2 separate regions of the Mus musculus genome follow, and region 2 is linked to region 1. Evidence: chromatin contacts called from public Hi-C data. All regions are on one chromosome and are shown on one strand. The core of a region is the stretch at or near the end of the contact, and the rest is flanking DNA. Distances in the headings are between cores, read along the strand shown.

What was found. Hi-C and Micro-C count contacts between places; a contact is called where the count stands out from the background.
Region 2: a contact with region 1 is called in a Hi-C map of liver, with 2.1 times the contacts expected there. The contact joins the enhancer-like site here to the promoter of Nr5a2 in region 1. A contact is called at or near these places in 2 of 39 promoter capture datasets (both in liver), 4 of 484 Hi-C or Micro-C datasets (granulosa cells and liver), 2 of 115 datasets of contacts at active chromatin or transcription factors (embryonic stem cells and fetal liver) and 3 of 9 other capture datasets (adipose tissue, liver and pancreatic islet).

Annotation. Positions count from the first base shown.
Region 1 is chr1:136,958,385-136,962,561 of GRCm38.p6, reverse strand. Nr5a2 (nuclear receptor subfamily 5, group A, member 2) reads left to right here and starts at 2,114. Exons shown (of 9, transcript NM_030676.3): 1 at 2,114-2,335. The coding sequence starts at 2,272.
Region 2 is chr1:137,032,689-137,036,865 of GRCm38.p6, reverse strand. No RefSeq gene overlaps it. Among named protein-coding and RNA genes, the nearest start is that of Nr5a2, 74 kb to the right of the region's middle. Within about 2 kb of position 2,070, at least 10 of the 459 cell types and tissues checked have an H3K27ac peak or open chromatin away from gene starts, as enhancers often do. A contact at or near this core is called in liver, where this site is marked.

The DNA.
Region 1 (4,177 bases), core at 865-3,364:
TTATTAATTATTCTGGTTTTCTGAAACAGGGTTTCTCTGTGTGGCCCTGACTATCCTGTGTAGACCAGTCTGGCCTTGAGCTTACACCTGCCCTCTGCTTCCCAAATGCTGGGATTCCAGGCCTGTGCCACCACTGCCCAGCCTTTACTTTCTTTTTTTCTTTCTTTTTTTTTTAATTAGGTATTTTCCTCGTTTACATTTTCAATGCTATCCCAAAGGTCCCCCATACCCACCCCCACAGCCTTTACTTTCAATCACTATTTTTTCATTTACAATGAGCTATGTATAACAAATGATACATAATAGGTTTGGTAATATTTTCCATTGAAATGTTTTAAAGTTTCTCTAGGCTAATTTCCTCTTTTTTTTTTTGTGCCATTTGCTTTTTTTTTTTTAAGATGTATTTATTTTTACTTTAGGTGCAGGAATCTTCTCTCTGTGTGGACATCTGCCCACTGTGTGTGCAGCATGAGCAGAGCCACGGAGCAGAGCCACAGAGCCACGGAGCAGAAGCCACAGAGCCACGGAGCAGAAGCCACAGAGCCACGGAGCAGAAGCCACAGAGCCACAGAGCAGAAGCCACAGAGCCACGGAGCAGAAGCCACAGACGGTTCTGAGCTGCCATGCGGGTACTGTGTGAGCTGCCATGACGGTGCTGGGGACCAAACCAGGGCCTCAGCAAGAGCAGCCAGCTCTCAACCACTGTGCCACCTCTCCAGTTCCTCCCTTTGCTTTTGTGGGGGAAATTATTGCTACACAGCCCAGGGTTGCCTTCAGTGCACCATCCTCCTGCCTCAGTCTGTGAGTGTTGAGTTACAAAGTTTGTCACCATACCTAGTTGAGCCTGGGGATTTATGTATGCTAAACTTGTACACTCCATTATTCAACTATACCTGAGTTACTCCATTTTAGCTTCTAGAAGATGTATTATATGAAGAGTGATGCTTCAGAGACCTAAATAATTTTTAAGAAAAAAGCTGTTTTGCAGAGTTCTGTGTCCTTTAGCCTATATATAGGGAGATTTCTGGCATGTCAGACTGTTGTTTGATTGCTCAGAGAAATAACAACAAAGAAATAACTGACAAGAATTGACATCCTATGATCTTTTAAAATCCCTTTAATCTCAGCACTCTGGAGGCAGAGGCAGGGGGATCTTTGAGTTCAAGCCTAGCTCTACAGAGTGAGTTCCAGGATTGCCAGGGCTATATAGAGAAACCCTTGTTTCAAGGAAAACAAACAAACACAAACAAAACCAAAAACAACCAGAAAAAGAAACAACACCCAAGGTTGTATTCTGGACTCCTTATGCATAATCACATAGTGTACAATCTACCCCCCCTACACACAGGTGGGGGCCCCCACAAATACATACACACTTATATATACAGAATCATATATGAAAAATGCATTATACATGTATCATTTTGCTCAAATTTTATCTCAAGGTATTTTACTTTATGGAGGTAAAGAAATGACCGCTTTAGCCCAATGACCAATATACAAGCAAGCTAATGCCTCTTCTAACAAACATACAGGGTTGTTTTTTTTAAGGCAACTGGTCAAATGGTAAGTAAATACCCACGAGCTTGCAAGTGCTCCTGTAGGGTTTCAAAGTGTCAATCATATCTACAGTCATCATTTAAAGAATTAATGTCCGCCAATGTTATCATCTAAAATGTATTTGCAGAGGTCAGAAGAGCAGAGTCTGTCCTTCCCCATGCCAGAAGCAGTGACATCAAAGGGCCATGTCACAAGCTGCAGTTTAGTTAGTGGACTTGAGGTGGTTTGGAGTTTTTATCCACTAAGTATGATCTCCTGACCCCTTGGCTTTACAACTTTCCACACTCTGGGCTGCAGAAGAACCCCTCCTTTTCTGAGTTAATCATTTCTTTGCCATTATCTGCCAAGAGTTCTTATCTCTTTTGCTGTCACTTTATAACAGGGTCCTCTTATCAACCGGCACAGGGTCATGTGACCAGTTGAAGCCTATTGAAAGCTTCCTTTCTTCTGATTAGAAACCATCATGAAACTGGAGACATGGTTTACAGCAGGTCATACATGCTGGAAAAAGTGCAGAGTCCAGGAGAACACGGACTGGAGCCTTTCTGAATTCTGTTTTTTCCCCCTTTTTCTTAACTTTCACTAAGGAAATGAGGGTTACTGTAGTCTGAGGTTTCCTTCCCAAAGTCACAAAATATGACAAGCTGCAATCTTTCTCACATTCAATGATTTCTGCTGTAAGCCAAAGGACTGCCAATAATTTCGCTAAGAATGTCTGCTAGTTTGGATACTGGAGATTTTCAAGAATTTCTTAAGCATGGACTTACAGCTATTGGTAAGTAGGAAGCCACTCTCTTAACATCTGGCTGTTTTGTGCTACTAATGGTGGATTTGTGTTTTAATGTACTACTTTGCCTGCAGTAATTATTAAAAGCATACAATAAGCCCACACATATATCACACATTTATTTTTCTTGAAGTTGAAAGAAGCAAATGAGTAATTCAACACATGAATATCATTTATTGTATCCGGTGTTTGGGGATGCCATTGTATTAGATCCACTTAGCAAAAAGCTTAGGGTTTTGAGACAGGGTTTCTGTGTAGCCCTGGCTGTCCTGGAACTTCACTCTGTAAACCAGGCTAGCCTCAGACTCAGAGATCCACTTGCCCCTGCCCCTGCCCCTGCCCCTGCCCCTGCCCCTGCCCCTGCCCCTGCCCCTGCCCCTGCCCCTGCCCCTGCCCCTGCCTCTGCCTCTGCCTCTGTCTACCATGCTGGGATTAAAGGTGTGTGCTGTTACTGCCCAGCAGAAAGTCCAGTTGTTAATCATCTATTTCAGCCTTAACAATTTTTGATCATTTTGAATCAACCATGCCAAGTAAAGTTTTGAACATTTTGAAACAAGCAAATAAGATTGATCAACCACTGATCAAATAAAACTAACAGGGAACTTACCAGCAATGTGACATCTCAACTGGACCATGAGATGTCTCATTCACCGTGATCCTATAGAGATTTTTGTTTGTTTGCTTGTTTGTTTGTTGGCAAATGAAAGTCATTCAAGAAAAACAAAGTCAGCCTATTATTAAAGGATTCTTGGGGGTGGGGGGACTTACTGTGACTTGCTTTTAAAGACAGAAAGAACCACATACCCTCCCCACAAGTGGAACCTAGAGTTTGGGCACTTTCTAGGCAAGCACTCAATCTCTGGGCTACACACCTGGCCACCGTGTGAAGCATCTTGGGGTTCCTTGTTGTTGTTTGGGGATGAGTGAGGATTGAGTTTGGTTTTGGTTTTCCTGAGAGACAAGGGGTCTCATTATATAACCTAGGCTGGCCAGGAACCTGCTCTGTCGTCTTTCTCCTTGTCTCTCTCCATAATACCAGAACTGTAGGTGTGAGCTACCATTCCTGACTCATTATTTTAAAGGATAAACATCCCCACACATACATTTATACCAATATAGAGCCATAAATGTGGGAGTTTTACCATAAATTTAGTAAATACAGTAACATTCGGTTCATCCTAAAAGTTAAAGACAAAGGGAAGCAATTTCCAGTAGGTTGTGACCCTGCTGGAGAGCGTGTCCCCTTTGCTTCCTCTGGATAGGAGCCAGGGTCGACCCTTCTCCAGGGATGCTTGCGCCATCAGTGATTGCCAGCCCAGTCTCAGTTAAAACGGGATAATCAGGGCCCCCGGCTTTGCCCCTTTCCCTGGGGGCAGCCTGCTGACTCCACCTAAGGCACTGATTGCTTTTTTTATGGTCCAGCTACGCCCTGAAGTATCAATTGAGGAAATGTTCACCAAAAAAAGAAAACGTTCTGTACTTAACTAAAAAGAAAACACGGGGAAGTGAGTGCAGAGAGAGGAGAGAGAGAGAGAGAGAGAGAGAGAGAGAGAGAGAGAGAGAGAGAGAGAGAGAGAGAGAGAGACTCTTCAAAGGGCAGGGAAACCAGGGCTTTGTGAGCTTTGCATCCACTGAACGCTGAGCGCTTCACTTCGTGTGGGAACGTAGCGGGGGGTGGGGGGGGTGGGGGGGGGTGGGGGGGAGATGCGGGCCAGACAGGCGAGTGCACCCGAGAAGCGTGCTCCGGGCTTGCACCAGCACAGGGCTACCAGGAATCTGGGACCACACACGTGGTGCCCTAGCTGGTCCCTAGCCCACCGGGGTGAATTA
Region 2 (4,177 bases), core at 821-3,320, 74 kb before region 1:
GTTTCCATGTTAAACCTGGAATCTCCATTCAGTGGACTCATATCAATAAGTTCAGCCTGATCTAGTTTTATGTTCCTTCCACCATTATCCCACATCCTTAAAAATCCATTCCCACACATATTCCCCAGACTTCTGCTTGAATGAATTAGCAAACTCATTAAGCTCTTTAGTGTAGTGCACCTCCTTGTGGACTGCACTCTCTACCTCGACTCTAAGGAGCCTGGTTGGCCTTAAGTCTGGTTTATAGGTCTAAAGGCAACTATTTGTGGGTCCTGAGGGACATCAGGACCTTGCCTGAAATCTCTTTCATACAAAGTCACTCCTGGTTGAGCAAACAATGAAGGACTAATTTCTTCAGTCAAAGACAGAAAAGACAATAATAATTATTTTAAGAGGAAAATACATCTTCTGTTAGGGGTGGGAGACTATTTCCTCAGGTGAGATTCTGAAGGATCCAATTTCTTAGTTTCCATAGAGTCCTCCCACACATCTGCATCCCAAATTACAGGAGTTCATTCTTGACCAATTAATATTTTTACTTAAACTGTGACTAATACCTTCTGTCTTCCTTTCTGTTTTATTGCTGTGAAGAGACACCGTGACCATAGCAGTTTTACAAAGGAAAACATTTTGTTGGGGCTGGCTTACAGTTTCAGAGGTTTAGTCCATTCTCATCGTGGTGGGAAAAATGGCGGCATGCAGACAGACGTGGTGCTAGAGAAGGAGCTGAGAGTTCTACATCTTGATTCAAAGACAGCATAAGAAGACTGTGTGACACACTGGGCATAGCCTAACATAGAAGTCCTCAAAGCCCACGTCCACCTTGACACACTTCCTTCAATAAGACCATACTACACCAACAAGACTGCATCTTCTAATAGTACCACTCGCTACAGCCAAGCATTCAAACACACGAGTCTGTGGGGATCATTCCTATTCAAACCACCACACCCTCTGAGAATGGGACTTGAGTTTTTATATAATTCAGCCAGTCTTACAAGGTGGGATTTGGTTTGGTTTTCTACAATTTAAGTTTTGTGGATGCTGGAGAGAATATTCTCTTCCAAGGCACACTTAAAAATCTTCAGCTATCTATGTGCATTTGGAGACAATCAATTTATCACTAAGTTCACTGATATCCTTCACCTATTCTGAAATGCCAGACATTGGTAAATTTTATCAGAGAACACATTTTTTTCCTTTGTTAATTCATCAAGGATGATGCTAGGAGCAATCAACCCGCTCCTTCTTTTGGAAAATCCTTATTTTTCCACAAAATTTCAAAAGGTGTATATACAGAGTCACAAAATCTGCTGCCTCTGACAACTGGTGAATCAAGATAATCAAATGCATTTGTTTCCTGATTGTAAAATGGCTTGCGGTTCTCTCTGAGCTTCCTGGAGAGACTCCAGTCACTAGAGAGGTTTTGGCAATTGTAGGTGTTGGAAGACAGAAAAGCCTATTGCAGATATTTAAAAGATTCATTCTTCTGCTTTGGATGCTCTAGAACCACTCCTGGTGACAAAATCTGTATTAGTCAGGGTTCTCTAGAGGAGCAGGACTTATAGACTACACACACACACACACACACACACACACACACACACACACATGATTTACTAGAATGGTGTTGTTGTGGTAAATATTATTTTGAGGGGTTTCTATCCCACTAAGACCATATCGTTCCCAAATAAAAGACACAAAACCTTTATATTTCCAAGAAGCCTTAGAAGCAGGAGAGCTGGGCAGATGTCAATCCTCTGTGCTATTTTGCCTACATCCCTGTCAATAACCCCAAGATATCACTTGCCATGTTCCACCTGGGTCACTCTTCCTCCATCCACCAGGATGGCCCTTATGGCCCCATGCTCACCAAACCAAAGCTAATCCTGTCTGCGGATAACATCTGAGCGTTGTGCAGGTTTGTCTGCTTGGCTGTAATGTGCCTACCTGATATATTTGGTAAAAGTCTTGACTTCTTACTTCCTCATGCTCTGTAATGACAGACAGACAGACAGACAGTTCACGAGCCTCATCCGTGGTGAAACATGTTACTCAGGGTGGCCTGAATCCAGGTTCCCTGGCCAAGGTCACTGACATTTGGCTCAGAACAAACTGTCCCTTATTCTCATTGAAGTGAGCCTGTGCTTCATATGAACACGGCCTTGAGCTTTACATTCTTGAATGCTAGTTTTTCCTGACTCACGTGACAAAATTGCTGTGCCCACATTTCTGAGTCCAGAAGAAACTTTTATGTACATGAATACTATGGTGTTTTTAGGCAGGGTCTCGCTGTGTACACTCTGCTATCCTCAGACTCTGATCCTCCTGTCTCAGGTATCAGACTAAAGGAGCCACCCACCTGCTCACAAAGAACGCGGGCTTGTTTTGCCTCACACGTCCCCTACAGGAAGATGGGAGGCTGAGGCAGGAGAATCACAAGAAGCCTGCAGGCCAGATAGGCTGGGCAACACAGCAGTATACAATGAGACCCTCTGTCACAAATGGCAGGAGGGGACTGACACCTGAGGTTGTCCTCACACCTGAATTCACATACACAAAACACTCATGTATAATCACATATATAATAGATAATATTCAATAAATTTCAATATTTCAAAGTTCAAAGTTCAGGGTTGCCAGATTTAATAAACAAAAATGCCAGACACCTAGTTAACTTTTAGTTTCAGAAAAATAATAAACCATTATGTTCAGCATAAATATGTCTATGTACTATTTGAGCTTGTGTACATACTTAAAAATTAGAAATACTTGAAATATCAGCTTACCTGGGCATCCTGTCCTTTGCCTGGCAATCCCGCTAATGCATTAACTGTGATGACTAATGTCACTATCAACTTGATTAGGTCTGGAAACACCTCTGGGTTATCACACCTCTGTGTCAGGAGAAGAGAAAGGAGTTTCCAGGGTCAATTTGATGGTAAGGCCTTTGACCTAATGAACGGCACAATTGCTCAGAGATACTGGGACTGTGGAAGGCTGGGCCCCGTTGGAGGAAATAGATCACAGGGGTATGTCCTTAGGGACTGACGTTGCCTCAGCCCTTTCCTGCTACTATTCTATGCTGCTTTCTGTCCACTAGAAGGGGAACAGTCTCCCCCTCCACGTACCATTGTTCAGCCTCACCTCAGACCCAAAACAATGAAGGCAGACAGACAACTCTGAGCTGTGTGGAAAGTCAGCCTCTCTTCCAAGTTGTCTATGGCAGGCATTTTGTTACAACAACACAGCAGTGACTAACTTGAAAAGTAATCTTGTATTTATCTTGAACCCAGGCTTTCCAGGAAGTAAATATCAGTAGGGAATGCTGGGAAGGCTCTCACATTTAACAACTTTTCTATTGCTGTGATAAGACCCCATGACCAAGGAAAGTTGTAGAAGAAAGAGTTTGCTTGGGGGTGGTCCCGGGCTCTTCTCGAAGAGGACCAGAGTTCAGTTCCCAACACTCATATTGGGTGGCTCACAACCACCTCTAAAAGCCAGATCCAGGGAGCCAATGACTGCTTCTGATCTCTACAGAAACCCACACACAACCACACACGTATATACACATAATTTAAAAATAAAATAAATTTTCAAAAATTAAAAAGAGTTTACTTGGAATTTACATTTTAGAGGGTAAGTCCATGACCATCACAGCCAGGAGCATGGCAGCAGGCAGGCAAGAAGACAGACAGCAGGCAGGCAGGCAGGCAGGCAGGCAGGCAGGCAGGCAGGCAGCAGGCAGGCAGGCATGTTTTCCACATGCACACAGACATCTACACATACATGAACATATGTGTAGACCATGTGCACATGCACACACACAGAGAGAGAGAGAGAGAGAGAGAGAGAGAGAGAGAGAGAGAGAGGTGATCAAAATTAAAATACTATGCCTGAAGTGTCTTTTTTGCATCTTTATTTTTGTTTCATGTTTACAAAAGCATTCTAAGTCATTAAAACCATAATTTTTAAAACAGGAAGGCAGAGCCATTCTTGTCTGAGTCTGAGAAAGACAATATATGAAGATATTCATTAAAAGACTCTGGCAGCAAAGGATGTGATGGTCTTCAGTGACAATAGACACAGAGGAAAGACATTACAGCAAATGAGGACGAAGCACTGCCCATCCTAAACATTATCTTAACCAACCAAAATGTGATTGATCTACTTCATT